Regions from separate parts of the Mus musculus genome. Here region 2 is linked to region 1. Evidence: chromatin contacts called from public Hi-C data. All regions are on one chromosome and are shown on one strand. Each heading gives the region's core, a stretch centred on a gene start, on an enhancer-like site or on the middle of the called end of the contact. The rest is flanking DNA. Distances are from core to core; before and after follow the strand shown. Region 1 overlaps Nrxn1 (neurexin I). Region 2 overlaps Nrxn1 (neurexin I).

Evidence for each region. A called contact is a pair of places that touch in the nucleus more often than the background predicts.
Region 2: a contact with region 1 is called in a Hi-C map of cerebellar granule neurons, with 2.3 times the contacts expected there. The contact joins two enhancer-like sites. A contact is called at or near these places in 5 of 484 Hi-C or Micro-C datasets (brain, cerebellar granule neurons, cerebellum and 1 more).

The regions. Positions count from the first base shown.
Region 1 is chr17:90,814,475-90,821,104 of GRCm38.p6, reverse strand. The region is part of intron 5 of Nrxn1 (neurexin I); the gene reads left to right. Among named protein-coding and RNA genes, the nearest start is that of 4930480K15Rik, 43 kb to the left of the region's middle. Within about 2 kb of position 2,999, at least 1 of the 459 cell types and tissues checked has an H3K27ac peak or open chromatin away from gene starts, as enhancers often do. A contact at or near this core is called in cerebellar granule neurons, where this site is marked.
Region 2 is chr17:90,909,470-90,916,099 of GRCm38.p6, reverse strand. All of the region lies in intron 5 of Nrxn1 (neurexin I), which reads left to right. Among named protein-coding and RNA genes, the nearest start is that of 4930480K15Rik, 52 kb to the right of the region's middle. Within about 2 kb of position 2,514, at least 5 of the 459 cell types and tissues checked have an H3K27ac peak or open chromatin away from gene starts, as enhancers often do. A contact at or near this core is called in cerebellar granule neurons, where this site is marked.

The sequences.
Region 1 (6,630 bases), core at 1,750-4,249:
GGTGAGCGTGTTGGGAAAGAGGATCTGGCTCCTGAGAATTATTTGGCTGCACATGCCCCCTTTTCCCCTCATAGGAGAGTGCCCCAAAACATTCTGAACATGACCACGCAACTGTTCAAATACTATCACTACTTGGTCACCATTCTAATAACAGAACAACTGAGAGATAACCTGGGTTTAGGCCTTACCTCTCTGAGCACTGCTTACTAAGCGCTTCACTGAGAATGGCTTAAAGATGATGAAGGTATGGCTGTGATGGATGGACCTCTGTGTACGATCCTTCTGTCCTACATCATTTGCTTATGCCAGACTTTGTATAGTCACATTATCCATTTGCTTTTTATTCCTTCTAGACTATTTGCTAGATTCTTTTTCCCTTCCTATAGCACTTGTCTTCCATATACCAGCCATGCTAATGGACACAAACATGACTCTCTTTCTATCTCTTTTTTATGACAAAATGAACTATTGGTTCATTCTCCATATAACTAGTGGACTTACTTCCCACCCCCTGCATATTAACTCTTTATTTCTGTCATTCAAGAGAAAAAAATACCGATTTCAGAGTGTCACCAAGAAGGTCATCACATCTAGAGCAAGCATTATTTTAACAACAGTAACATTGCCATTTTTCATATGTGAACAAGTTAGGATTAGCTTTTCATTGTTCGTACAAGTACCTAGAATAGATTAATTAAATTTGCACAATTTATTAGTTTGTTTGTGAACAAATACAAAGAGGTTTAAAGAAGAGGAATAAAAGAAGAGATATGTCTAATACTGTTAGATCCTGATTTTTGTGTCCTAAACTTTCTTCTGTGCACTCTGGCAAGTAAGAATGTCTGAGATTATTTTGACCTCAGTACATCCAAATACATTTTTATTCTTCTGAGATTTTAAAAAAACAACTGCAGATTTTTAATTTTCTCAGCATGCTTAAGATTCTCTGCTGCTGTACAGGTACATTGTCCTTGGAGGTTCTGACCTGAGTATTTCTTTATATAACACTTGGATGTAACAACAACATTCAGAAACCAACTAAAAACAACTCCACCCCTTCCTGGAAATGACAAGAACAAAGGGGTATAGGCTTTCTTGATAGGACATTGAAATGACCATGTTCTTTTATTTAGTGAAATCATAATTGTTTTATTATCATTGTATTTAAATCATTTCTCAAAAAATACTGTTTAATATACTTGAATAAATGTAATTTCAATTTTGGCAACCAGAATTCCCTCCAGTTTAATTGGAGCTTTACCTGCACATCTGGATTTGTGAGACAGAAGATTCTATGATTACAACTGCTTTTGTGGAGAAAGCCATACCTACAGAGTAGAGCTGATAGACTCCTGACAGGTGATTTGGTTATCTTCTTTTTGCTTATTTTTCTTATTGCTTAAGAGACAGACAATGGCAGAGAAAAATCATCATAGGAGGGAACAAGATTGTAGCAGAAAAACAACATGCAAGGAAAAGACAGAGCAGAGAGAGAGAGAGAGAGAGAAGATTTTACCCCAATATTACTGCACCAAAATGTAGTAGACTACAGAATAAAAAGCCTCTCATCATATTCAGGACTGCTCCTCATGAACAGGACATTCTAAGAGAACGAACAGAATATGACAGTGCTCAAGAGTGAAGAGTGATAGAACTAGTAATGATTATTTCTATTGCTAACGATCATGTCATCTTATTTGAAGATGTGTGGTTATTGTCATGTGACAAAATCATTACTTCTCCCAAGGAAATAAGTGTGTGTGTGTGTGTGTGTGTGTGTGTGTGTGTGTGTGTGTGTGTGCATATGCAAGCATTTGGACATGCACTTTATGATGAAAAGCTGTGGTGATTTAAATGAGAGTGACTCCCATAGACTCAAATGTTTGAATGTTTGGTCCCCAGCTTGTGAATTGTATGTGAAGGAAGAGGAGGTGTTTCCTTATTGTAGCAAGTGTGTCACTGGTTTAAGGTTTCAAAGCCCATGATAGACACACTTTCTCTCTCCCTCTTCCTCCTCTCTCCATCTCCCTCTCCCTCTCTCCATCCCTCTCTCCCCTCTCTCCCCCTCTCTCCTTCTTTCTCTCCCTCTCCCCCTCTCCCCCTCTCTCCCTCTCCTCCTCTCTCCCTCTCTCCCTCCCCATCTTCTCCTCTTCATTCTCCCACTCCCCTCTTCCCCCCTCTCTTTCTCTCTCTCTCTGCTTCATCAGCACCATTCCTGCTTCCATGCTTCCCACTTTGATGATCATGACTGATGGTCATTCTGAACCTATAAGCAAACCACCTCTTAAATGTTTAATTCTGTATATTGCTTCCGTCACAGTGTCTCTTCACAGCAATTGAATGGTATCTAAGACAAAGGATCAAAATTTTATGACCACAAGGCTAAAGTTAATGACAAGGAAGAATAAAAATGTATCTGGCCATTCTTGGACCACAGGATCTTTATGACCAGGGATGTCTAGCATTTGAAGATAAGGCAAACTTTTTAATGGAAAAGAATGTGATGTTTCCAGGTGAAGGCTTTCTGGCTTTTTTTGCCCAGTGAGACACAGGAAAGTCCTGGCTGAGAGCCAGGAGGAAAGGTCATGGGTCAGCAAAAGGATGGGTAGTGGTGTGAACATACAGAGACAGTTTTCACCAACCTGAGTCAAAGTTTTAAAATACGGGTAGATTTGTTAAAATGAGAAATTCTGATAAAAATTAGCTCATCTGTGTGAGACAAACATTCTTTAGACTGTCCTCGTGTGAGACATGGAAGTCTCACAATTAAGATAGGAACTGACAATTTTCAAGCAAATTCTGAGATAAAACCGATGTTTTAAAAATGTCTTGTGTTCAACCTGACTTTCAGTAGAAAATAAATTCCAGTTCCTCTATAAAAACAACTTGGCATTTTTCAGTAATACTTTTTAATGAGGATTGCTGTGAGCTATAATATAATGAAGTTTGTTTAAAAGTAGAGCAGACTGGTAATACTTGCCATAACAATGAGGCATATGGTAAAACAGTTGTGATTTACTGGCATAAGCTTTCAGTTTTTGGAAACCTAGAGGCTTTCTGCATAGTGGACTCTGCCTTGATATTCTGTTTTGAAAAGGAAACAAAGCAAAACAATATGCTCAGATTACACGTTTTGTATGTATTTACAACATTTTCCCTTTAGTTTTATGGCTATAAATATGGGTTGTGATCATATTGAAAAGTAGAGGACAGTTGAGACGATTTCTCTGATGATTCATATTCTATAAAACTTAAATATACTAGACATATAGGAAACTTAACATATAGAAAATTGTGGCATTTTAAAACACAAGGAATTGATTCAGTGTTATCATTGATAAGTACGGGATCTTGAATTCTGGCTCTCACACACGTACTTTGAGATTGTTAAAGTCAGTTAGAGCATTTACACATGAGTGCCAGGAACAGGAATGTGCTACACTACCAAAGTCAATCACACATGAAGTCAGAGTCTCATAAAACGGGAATCTCCATGCAGACCTCAGTGACAAGCCAGTAGACAGCATTTCCAGTACCAAAACAAAGGAGCAGGTTGCTTTTGTTTTTATCACCGTAGAGATTCCAAAGGAATAGTGAATGCATCACCTACCCACTTTCTTTTTATAGTATATTAATTTAATATTTTTATAAAAGCCATATATTTTCCTGTATGTTCTATTGTTTTTACTGCTGCTCTATTTAACTAGTATGCATATTCCTGCAGGAATTCCCTAACTTGTCATCATGAATGTATTATAACAGAAATGGAAACAAGCTAGCTGCTAAATGGCTTTCCTCTGGTTTCATTAATTTGTGTTTGTGTCTTGTCACTCACACTTTGCACACAGTTAGAAATGTATATCTGTGAAAATTCTCCCACTTAGGGATTACCTTGTCAGGCAGCATGATATAATCATTTTATTTTATCCCCCCACCATCAGTTTTATGAAAACTCCCCAAAACATACATTTCCAATTTTACCTTTTCTATCATTTATTTTCTTTCTTTACAGATAATCTCCTTTTGTAGCAGATTCAGGAGAGAGGTAAAAACAGATCACTAGAAGGGCTATAAAGTTGATAATAATCATACTACCCAGTGATGGCCACCTGTGAGGGGTGACAGAGCCCTCAGAGTTTCACTGCTAGCTACATGATAAACATGGAGACAGGTGTGGGAGTGGTTATTGGTAGACTCTCTGAGAGTATCATCTTTTTTCCCTCTTTTGTGCTGGTCACAAGGACAAACACTATATAAAGAGCATCACTTTTGTTTTTCCTGGTGAATAATATTTGTGATTTCCACAACACCTGTCCCTGTCCTACACATAGATTAAAGCCTTTGGGGCATACCATTTCAGCCCTTTCAACTTAATCAGTTCATATTTACTCTGAAATCTTAGTCATCTTGAAAACCTTAATAAAACCTCCATCCTTTACTTCGGCCCCAAAGGCTGAAAGAAAAAAAACAATGTATATATTTGATAAAAGTTCAAATACTAAACCTATAACGTTTTAAGCAAGTGAGTAAAATAAAAAATGAATTTTACATAATATAGTTGTGTGAGCATGAATATTTTCATCAGGTTAAGTGTAATAAATAGACCATATGAGTTACAACACACTTTGAATACTGTTTGCATGAAAGCTAGGCTATACTTTGGAATCAAATATATGTGGCTATCAAATATTAATGTCTAACATGGGGCAGATTTAAAAATCAGAAGGCATTTGTTTCCCATGATAAGCAAGTTTCAGAGAGTGACAAATCACTGCTAGTACTTCCTGCTTGTCCAGATAGTCCAAGAGTATTCAGTTCAGTTTCTCAGAGCTTCTAGATTCTGGAAAAAAGTCAAAGGATGGTTGGTGGGGAAACAGCTATTATTGTTCCCTTTCTTTCATAGTGCCATGTGCATTAGGCCTTCAGTTGAATACAAATAGGTAGAAATCTGCTCTGAAATGTAAATTAATATGAGCACTGTGAAGTGGCTTCAGACTACAACGTGTAGGCTTCTCTTCATAACAGGAGGGAGTCCTGATTAGCAACACAACAAAGCCTACCTTAGGATTCATCTCTGCAAATCTGCAGGTTTGCTGCCCTCCAGTAAGATTTTATGAGCATCCGCTTGGCCATTGGCAGAAATACAACAGCAGTTGTCCAGATATCATTTTTCTCAATGAGCACATGTTTATATGTTAAATAATCACAGAACCAAATCAATTGCAATTTCATTCCTGTTGGCTAAGGTTAGTGCCCTGTGCTGTGTACTTATATCTGTAGAAGGCTAAACATTGCTAACCTTGAAAAGTCCTAAAGAAGTTGACTGTTTAAGTCTGAGTCAGACTTATAAGAACCTATATATGATGTAGGACCTGAACAAAGGCTGGGCTTAGGGTAGCTGTTTTAGAGTAAGCAGACTGGGTTTGACTTCATTCAGTTCAGTACCAAGCCCTTACCTCTTGCTGGGCATCATGCTGGCCTCCATCATGGGAAAGCCTCAGAATGAGTCAGCGCATTCTGTCCTAAGCATCCTGGAGAAGAGATGCTTTCAGAGTGCTCTGCTCTAATGAGTGGTCTTTCAGTTCATCTTTACTTTAGTAAGTGACTCATTTAATTACATGGTGGTAATTTCTTCCTGGCCAAGGGCAAGTAGACTGTAAATAGGTTGCAAAGAAATGCTTCCATTCTTGAATACTGGAATCACCATTGTGGCTGTGAATCATGTGCCTCCTTACATAGTCCACAGATCTGAGAAACTGAACAAATATTGCCCCAGCCTGGAGAGATAAAATGCAGGGTTGAGTCTGGAGTTACTTGTCTGAGATGTATCTGCCTCTTCGTGCTTGCTAGAAAGCTTGTATTATCTCACATGCAAGGCTATTCTAACCTCCAAAGGCAAGTGGTTCAGCCACCAGTGTGTGGCAGGTGATTTCACTGTATCTATATCAGCTTACCTCTGGACAGAGCTGGAATCCAGTTCTAGAGAATCCCTTTCTTTTTTTAAGTAGTGCATAATCACAGTCTACTGACATAATGTGGACTTACTATAAATATATATGAATGCAACCCAAAACCAAGGGCAGTTGAAGAGTAGTCATGCTTCAAAATAAGCTTTGCCAATGGCCAAAAGGTATGGTAATATGTTCAACACTGATAATAGCCAGGAAAATACACATGGATCACCTCACTCCAGTTACATTGTCTGATATGAAGAGCAACTGGTAACAAATGATGGTCAGAATGTGGAGAAATAAGAGTCCTTACACACTATTGCTACCAACAGTCTAGTATAATGTAAGTTATAACAGTTATTTGGTAAATTCTTTTCACTTTTTTCCTTGAAACACCAAAATTTGGAATGACCTGAACTTAACATCAGTAGATGAATGAATGATGAAATGGGAAACATGTAAGTTGTGAAATAGTCACAAAGCTAACCATAAAAAGGAAAAATTAGTCTGCTTACAACAATGGGGATAAACCCAGGAAACATTATGCTAAGCAAAATAAAGCAGGACCAGAAAGATTAATGCTGCATAATTCCATTAATGAATAGAATCTGATATTGTTGGCCTCATAGAACATGAACACAGTGAAGACTAACAGGGGATGGAGCTGTCATAGGTTATG
Region 2 (6,630 bases), core at 1,265-3,764, 95 kb before region 1:
GGAAAGAAAAGGAAAGAAAAGGAAAGAAAAACAGGAAGCTCTTCTCTCTTATCCTGAGCTCCTAAAACAAACAAAAAGATCATAGTTCTGTAGACCTCCACGCACAGTTGACTTTAATGCTTTGTTACCAGATCATTCTACCTAGCATTTATAAGATGGCTTATCAGTAATGTACAAGTTGCAGGTAGGGCTATAGTCGATTTTCTGTCATTTTTCACCTCAGGGTCATAATCTTTTTTGCATAATTACAAAGGCCTTTGATTTACTACTGTCTTAGAGACCAAGATGCCCCAAGATGAAAGCAAAGTAATTTGAGAATACCTTGTTACTGATGGCATGCTCATGTTCTCTTTTTGTTATCAAATACTGGCGAGCATTAAATGCAGAGCAAATGGAAAGATATGAATATGACTGGGAAACTGTAAGTAAACATGAAGAGAACAATGACTTCCTTTGGATATGCAACACTCAGTTTATAAGTCAAGTAAATACTCAATGTCCTGTTTTTAATGCACACATAGTATATTAAAAAGAAGTGACATTTAAGTGCTTTTATTATTTTGTTTTATTTTTTGAGGATGTTTTCCCTGAATGGTATCATGTGCATGATTATTGCCCTTGGATTCTAGATGAAGCATCAGGTCCATGGCACTGGCTTTACAGGCAGTTGTGTCTGCCATGTGGGTACTGGAAAATGAATCTGCACCCCCTTAAAGAATATCCAGTGTTACTAACCACAAAACTTTCACTCCAACCCAGAAAAGAATATTTTAGAATAATATTATCTAGGCTCTAACTTGAATTCTATAGTATCTTATAAATTTTTCTGGATGAATATCTTATTTACACTCTTTATACAGCTGTTTGAATTTTTGTATGTAGATGTATGTAGCACACTCTTTACACAGCTGTTTGAATTTTTGTATGTAGATGTATGTAGCTACTGGGGTATATCATACATTGATGAAGAGAACTCCAATTCTTTTAGCTAAATAAATTGAAAAATAATTTTTTTCCTTTTGCTGATGGGTTGGTTGTCAGTGCAATCTATTGTTGTTGGTATTATTATTGTTGTTATTTTAATTTTTGAAGACACTGTGATAATGCCAGTGTTAAAATGTATTGCAGCAACAGTTCATATTAGCTACCTATCAAATAATAAACCTCAAGGTCTCTGAGTATATAAAATACCTACTGCTGTACCTGTGGTTTAAGACATCACAGGATTTCTTAAAAATGGAAGTGATATGAGTATCCTGATTTGGCCAATGAGGACTTTGGCATTTCAGATCCAAAACAATGCTAGCATTTAAAGTAAGAAAATTACACTCAATGGAACTATTTCATTAAAACGTCATGTGGTGGGGTGGGGAGGCTTCAGTCTGAGAAAAATTAGATAGAAATTAAGAGAAGTCTATAAAATGTATGATACAAAATTAGTAGGTTTTTGGCAAGCAGTTGCTGTACTCTTAATTAAAAGAATATTTCTCACATTGCTATTTAAACTTGCTATAACTGGCATACTTATTAAAGAAAACTACACTGACAAGTACAGATGGGAAAACCTGTGTCTGTGACAATATCTATGAAGAACTAACTACTTTGAGCAATTTCTCACTAGTGATATGCTTAGCTATAGGAAATAGGAAACTGTTAAACTCTGTTTAGGTGTAAAGATCTTTCCTGTGAGTCCTGAGTCCTGAATCATAAAAACAATACAAATGCACCTTGCATTCTCATTTTTCTCTGGTTTTCTTTTAAAAGAAACTACATTAGGAATAGTGGCAGATTACTTATTGTGGCATTTGGCATGCAACTTTTCATATTATCTTTCCTATAATCCATATTTCACTTTAAATTTAGAAGGAAAACAGCACATAAATGAAATCCGTGGCAGAGATGCAGAAATAATTAAGTGACCTTGGCCTCTTCCACCTCAACAAATAGAGTGAGCCATTTAAGAACGCTATGTCAAAGATTCTCTCTCTGTGCAACTGTTTGATGATATTCATGTATGTGTTCATTGAAAAATTTCTCAGTGGTGTCATGCTGTGGAATTGTTTTGTTCCATGTGAGTTTAGATTCTTATCGTAACTTGTTTCTTTCCTTAATATAAATTGATTTGATGTTATTGATGAAATTAAGTTATGATTACAGTCTAAATGGTTTTGGGTTTGCTCTTGTTTTGTTTGTTTGTTTGTTTGTTTGTAGTATAAAGACATTGGTAACAACATGGCCTGGTACTAGCCATCTCAACAACCTGGCAAACATATTTTAATTGTGAGAATTATGTTTTGTATTCTATAACATTAAGGTTATCTATTCTTTTTCAAAGTCCAAGTGGTAAGATAAAAGGAATAGTTTCTGTTCTTGCTTACAGTTACTGGTTTCTTGCCTTCATTATCTAGTAGAGCAGAGCTGATGTGTTCTTAGTGCTTTGGCGTCTAGGGCTTGTTTCTGAGGCATCCCAGCTATCAGACAGTAGAGGTAGTGTGAGAAGAGCTAATTCCTTTTACACAATCAGACCCCTCTGGGGCAGTTGTCTCTTCTGGCCAACATTCCATATACTTTCCATCTCTGTATCCCGGAGGTACCATGAACTTGGCTCAGTGTCCCTCCTTCTGGCTACAACCATCTGCCTTTCCACCTGGGTCTCTTTCCACCTGGGTCTCTTGCTTTTCAGACCAGCCTTCCCTTCAGTTTTCTACAACAAAAAATAAATGTCTAAAGTGTTTTCTACTATTGTTGCCAATAATAATGAAGTTGCAATTAGTAATGTGTTAGTGTCTCCCTAATTAGAAAAATAATTTAGGTTACTATCAGAAAAATAAAACTGGATTATACCAGCATAGATGTATGTCAAAGAATTCAAAAATCTCTACAAGGACCCTAAGCCAGCCAAATGAGTCAGATGAGCATGATGTAAACACATTCGGTTTATCTCTCCATCTTTTGTGGGTTTTTTGTTTTGTTTTTGTTGTTGTTTTAGGGGGTTATTTGCATACTGATGAAGTTTCCTTTTTTGAAAATTATTTTTACTTTACATTAAGTAACAAACCAAGTTCACCTGAAAAATACCCTAAAAGTCTATTAGGGCACCCTGAGTCAGGTGTGTTTCCTGTTGTTATAAAAGACTTGGCATGAGTCTCAAGGTACAAACACGGTTATTAGTGTGTCCATCAAATGGATGCGAGCATGGAGTAATTTGGAGACAGTTCATTGCAGTGTGACATGTACTTCAGTTACAGAGATTAAGAAAAACAGAAAATAGAAAGTATACTCTCCAAACATTTAAGAAACTTGTTTACTTTTTACCTAAATGTCTCATATGACACACAAAAAAAATGAGATGATCATAGGATTTCAAGAATTTCAGGGAGAAAAAAATGACAGAGTTTAACTGAATTTTCCAGGTCAGCCTTGATTTTGTCTTTGTTATAGAATGTCCTATATCACAGCCCTGGCCCTCATTTCTTCATCTTGGCAGCTTGAGCCACCAAGAATCCTACCATGACAGCAGTCCTAGATCTCCTCTGTACAGCAGTTTCTAAAAATAAATGTCTCCTCCTGTGTTGTTCCTAAGACATAGGAGAATGGATGCCCTATCTCTCCATGTGGTCACATGTCTCTTGCTCTTGGACAGCATGCATTTCTACACTGGAGGACAATCTTCCTATTTCCCTTTAGTTTTATCAAGTGAATCAATTGGAGAGCAGTTGCTTCATTTCCTTCCACTTCTAAACCCAAGAATTTAGACAGTGAGGACAAAGTAACATCATTAAAAAAGAAGTGTCCATGCAAACAGTGATAGGCGTTTTGGGACAGGAAGCTGCTGAAATTTCCCAGCAATCACATTTCTAAAGCATCCTTTGAAAGAAAGATATACTGGCTTGAAGAGTTGCTCTTTCAAGAAACAGCATGTTTGCTCTGTTCCAATTTAGATACCCTGTGCTAGGAATTTTCACAACTTGGATGTGAGAAAGAAAACAGTTGAGTGGTTTGTTCTTTGATATTGATTTTTTAAAAGATTAGTTTATTCACCAGCTAATAAGTTGCTTTTCAAGTGTAAGGGTAAGAAGTGTTATCAAATATTTCTTGAATTAAAAGTGCATCTTTAGTCTAAGAAATGCAAATAGCCTTTGATTTGGGCAGAATCTGACTGAAAAAAATGTTGGCTTCCTAAAATATGGAATGAGGAGCAACCAGTGAGCACACTGAGGCTAGCAGTAGCTACAATGGACACATGCCTTACAGTTTTCATCTTTAATCTGTCTCCTGAGTTCTATAGAAGGAAAAACATACCACCTACAAAGAGGTTAATGTCTACTCACTGCTTCATAATCACATCAATCCTGCAAAGCTTGGAGGAAGGGGGATTCCAGTATTATTTTGCCTACTTGTCCTTGACCTTGATGGGTTATACATTCTCAAGAGAGACCAAGAAACTTTGGAGGGTGACAAGACTGTCTTCACTCTTGTTCTATGGAGTAGGTAACAGAAGCTGTGTGGGAATCTGATCTTCCTGGAATGCAGGTCATACTCTAGTCCTTTCTGTGAGGACTGCTCTTTACTCCTAGAGGGAAAAGCCAGTTATGCATCTGGCATAGGTCAGGCAGAGCATGTATTAAGGGAATGTTTCGAAGCTTTCTCTGGGTTTTTACCACCATATCCTACCCTTTTTGTTCTTCTGCACAACCATCAAGTTCTTCTTCAAACCTATCTTAGGGTAGATACAGGCCTACTTGTTTCTCTGTAGCTTTGTTTCATACCACGATTCCCATGGCAAACAAAACTTCTATTAATTAAATGTGCGCTTTCTCTTCTTAATATATATTTTTAGAAAAAGAAAACACTGATCTGCAGGTAAAATCATAAATAAAACTATATTTTGTCTTGAATAATTCTTATTTAAATTATTGCCCTAACTGTAAAACACATTTGGAAAAATCAGTGACACTATTGTTAAATGAGAAATGTTTTTCATCTTTTTGATGTTAGCCTCTATTTATTTGTGATGGTTTTTAGGATGTCAGGTCTATCCTCAGCACATTTCTAAGAATTTATGTGTGTCATTTGAAGGCTACAGCCATTCTTAGAGATAACACAATAGATTATGATAATGACAATTGTATGTGCTAAATATGTTGTGGGACTAATGTTTTAAAGGCAATGAACAAAAAAATCTTCCTTGCTGACAGGAGCTAGATTCCTTAGCTGGCCAGCAATGGATGGATTGGAGTCAGTAATTGATTTGAGTAAAGTGCATTCCTTGTCTTAAACTTGACAGTTTGAGAATGCCAGCTCTGTACAGATCTGACAGCAGCTTCTATTGCTGGGAATTCAGTAAGATTATTTATGTTTTATAGATGCTTGGAAAAACAAAACAAAATACAGTGAAGAACAATCTTGTGTTTGCACATGCAGCTCACTGGTATATCTGAAGATATGAATCCCTGGCTAACTAACTCAACGGAAACTTTGACTTTCATCGATGACCCGGGCTGTCCTTTGCTCCTACCTTTCAGTGTCACAGTCAGCTACAGACTGTTTGATGCAAAAAAGAAAAAAAAGAAAGAAAAAGAAAAAGAAATTGTAATGTTAAAAACAGCAGTTAAGCAGGCATCTCTATGTCAGTCAGGGATAACGAATTGTTCTATCAACAGTTGCTTGTAAGTGAAAGAATTCATGTGCTGTGATTTTCCAAAGACTCGACCCTTTTGTCAGACAGAGCGAATGTTCAGAGAAGCTCCCCACTTTTTTCCTCCAGAGGCTTTATTTTTTTCCTTGCAGTTATTGTCAGAGTACTCATTTATACCAGGGATGCCCATGGCAGCCTGATGGTAAGCATTTGAGAATTATGTGGAGAAAATTCTTCAAAGGCATATTTCAACTCTTACCCTAGTACTGTGTTCCTGCTCTCTTTGACATTTATTGAACAACTTCTGTGCCCTAGAAGGCACTGCAGGCAATAAGAATAGAGTGCTAAGGAGGCCTCCAGTCTGAACTGTGAAGGAGAGAGCTAACAAGTAGCAAACTATGCAGGATAATCTCAGACAGTGAAAGGCCATGAAATCAGTGCCATGTTGCAGCAGACACATCGGGGTCACTGTTTAGGAAAGATCCCAGGGCCTTTTGCACCATTTTTTCTGTACTTGAACATGATCCCTTGGATCAGATGGGGATGATGTATGGATGAAGAATGAGAGCTTGTTTTAAGTACCCAGATCATAACAAATAGCCAGTGGGTGAAAATAAGTAATGAATGAGAGTTGCTCTAATGATGATTCTGTGGCTTAATTTTCCTGGGAATAGTGATAATGCCTCAAATCATCCTTGATCCATCCAGAACAATGCACTCTCTCCAATTATAATTAAATTAAAATTATCTTAATTCAAGAATTAGTAGAAGATGAATAAAGGACACTGCTACAAACCTGTTTAGTATATGTTTCTATCAGTTCCCATCTAGACTGTTTGCTTTGGTCCAATGATACCTGCTTATCCCCTTCCTAATGTAATGATTAATAAATTACTTTTAAAAACAAAGAAGAGACTGGGGGTTGTAAAACCAATGACTGAACAAACATCCATCAAACAAAGAACAATCATAGAACATAGTTTCTATTACAA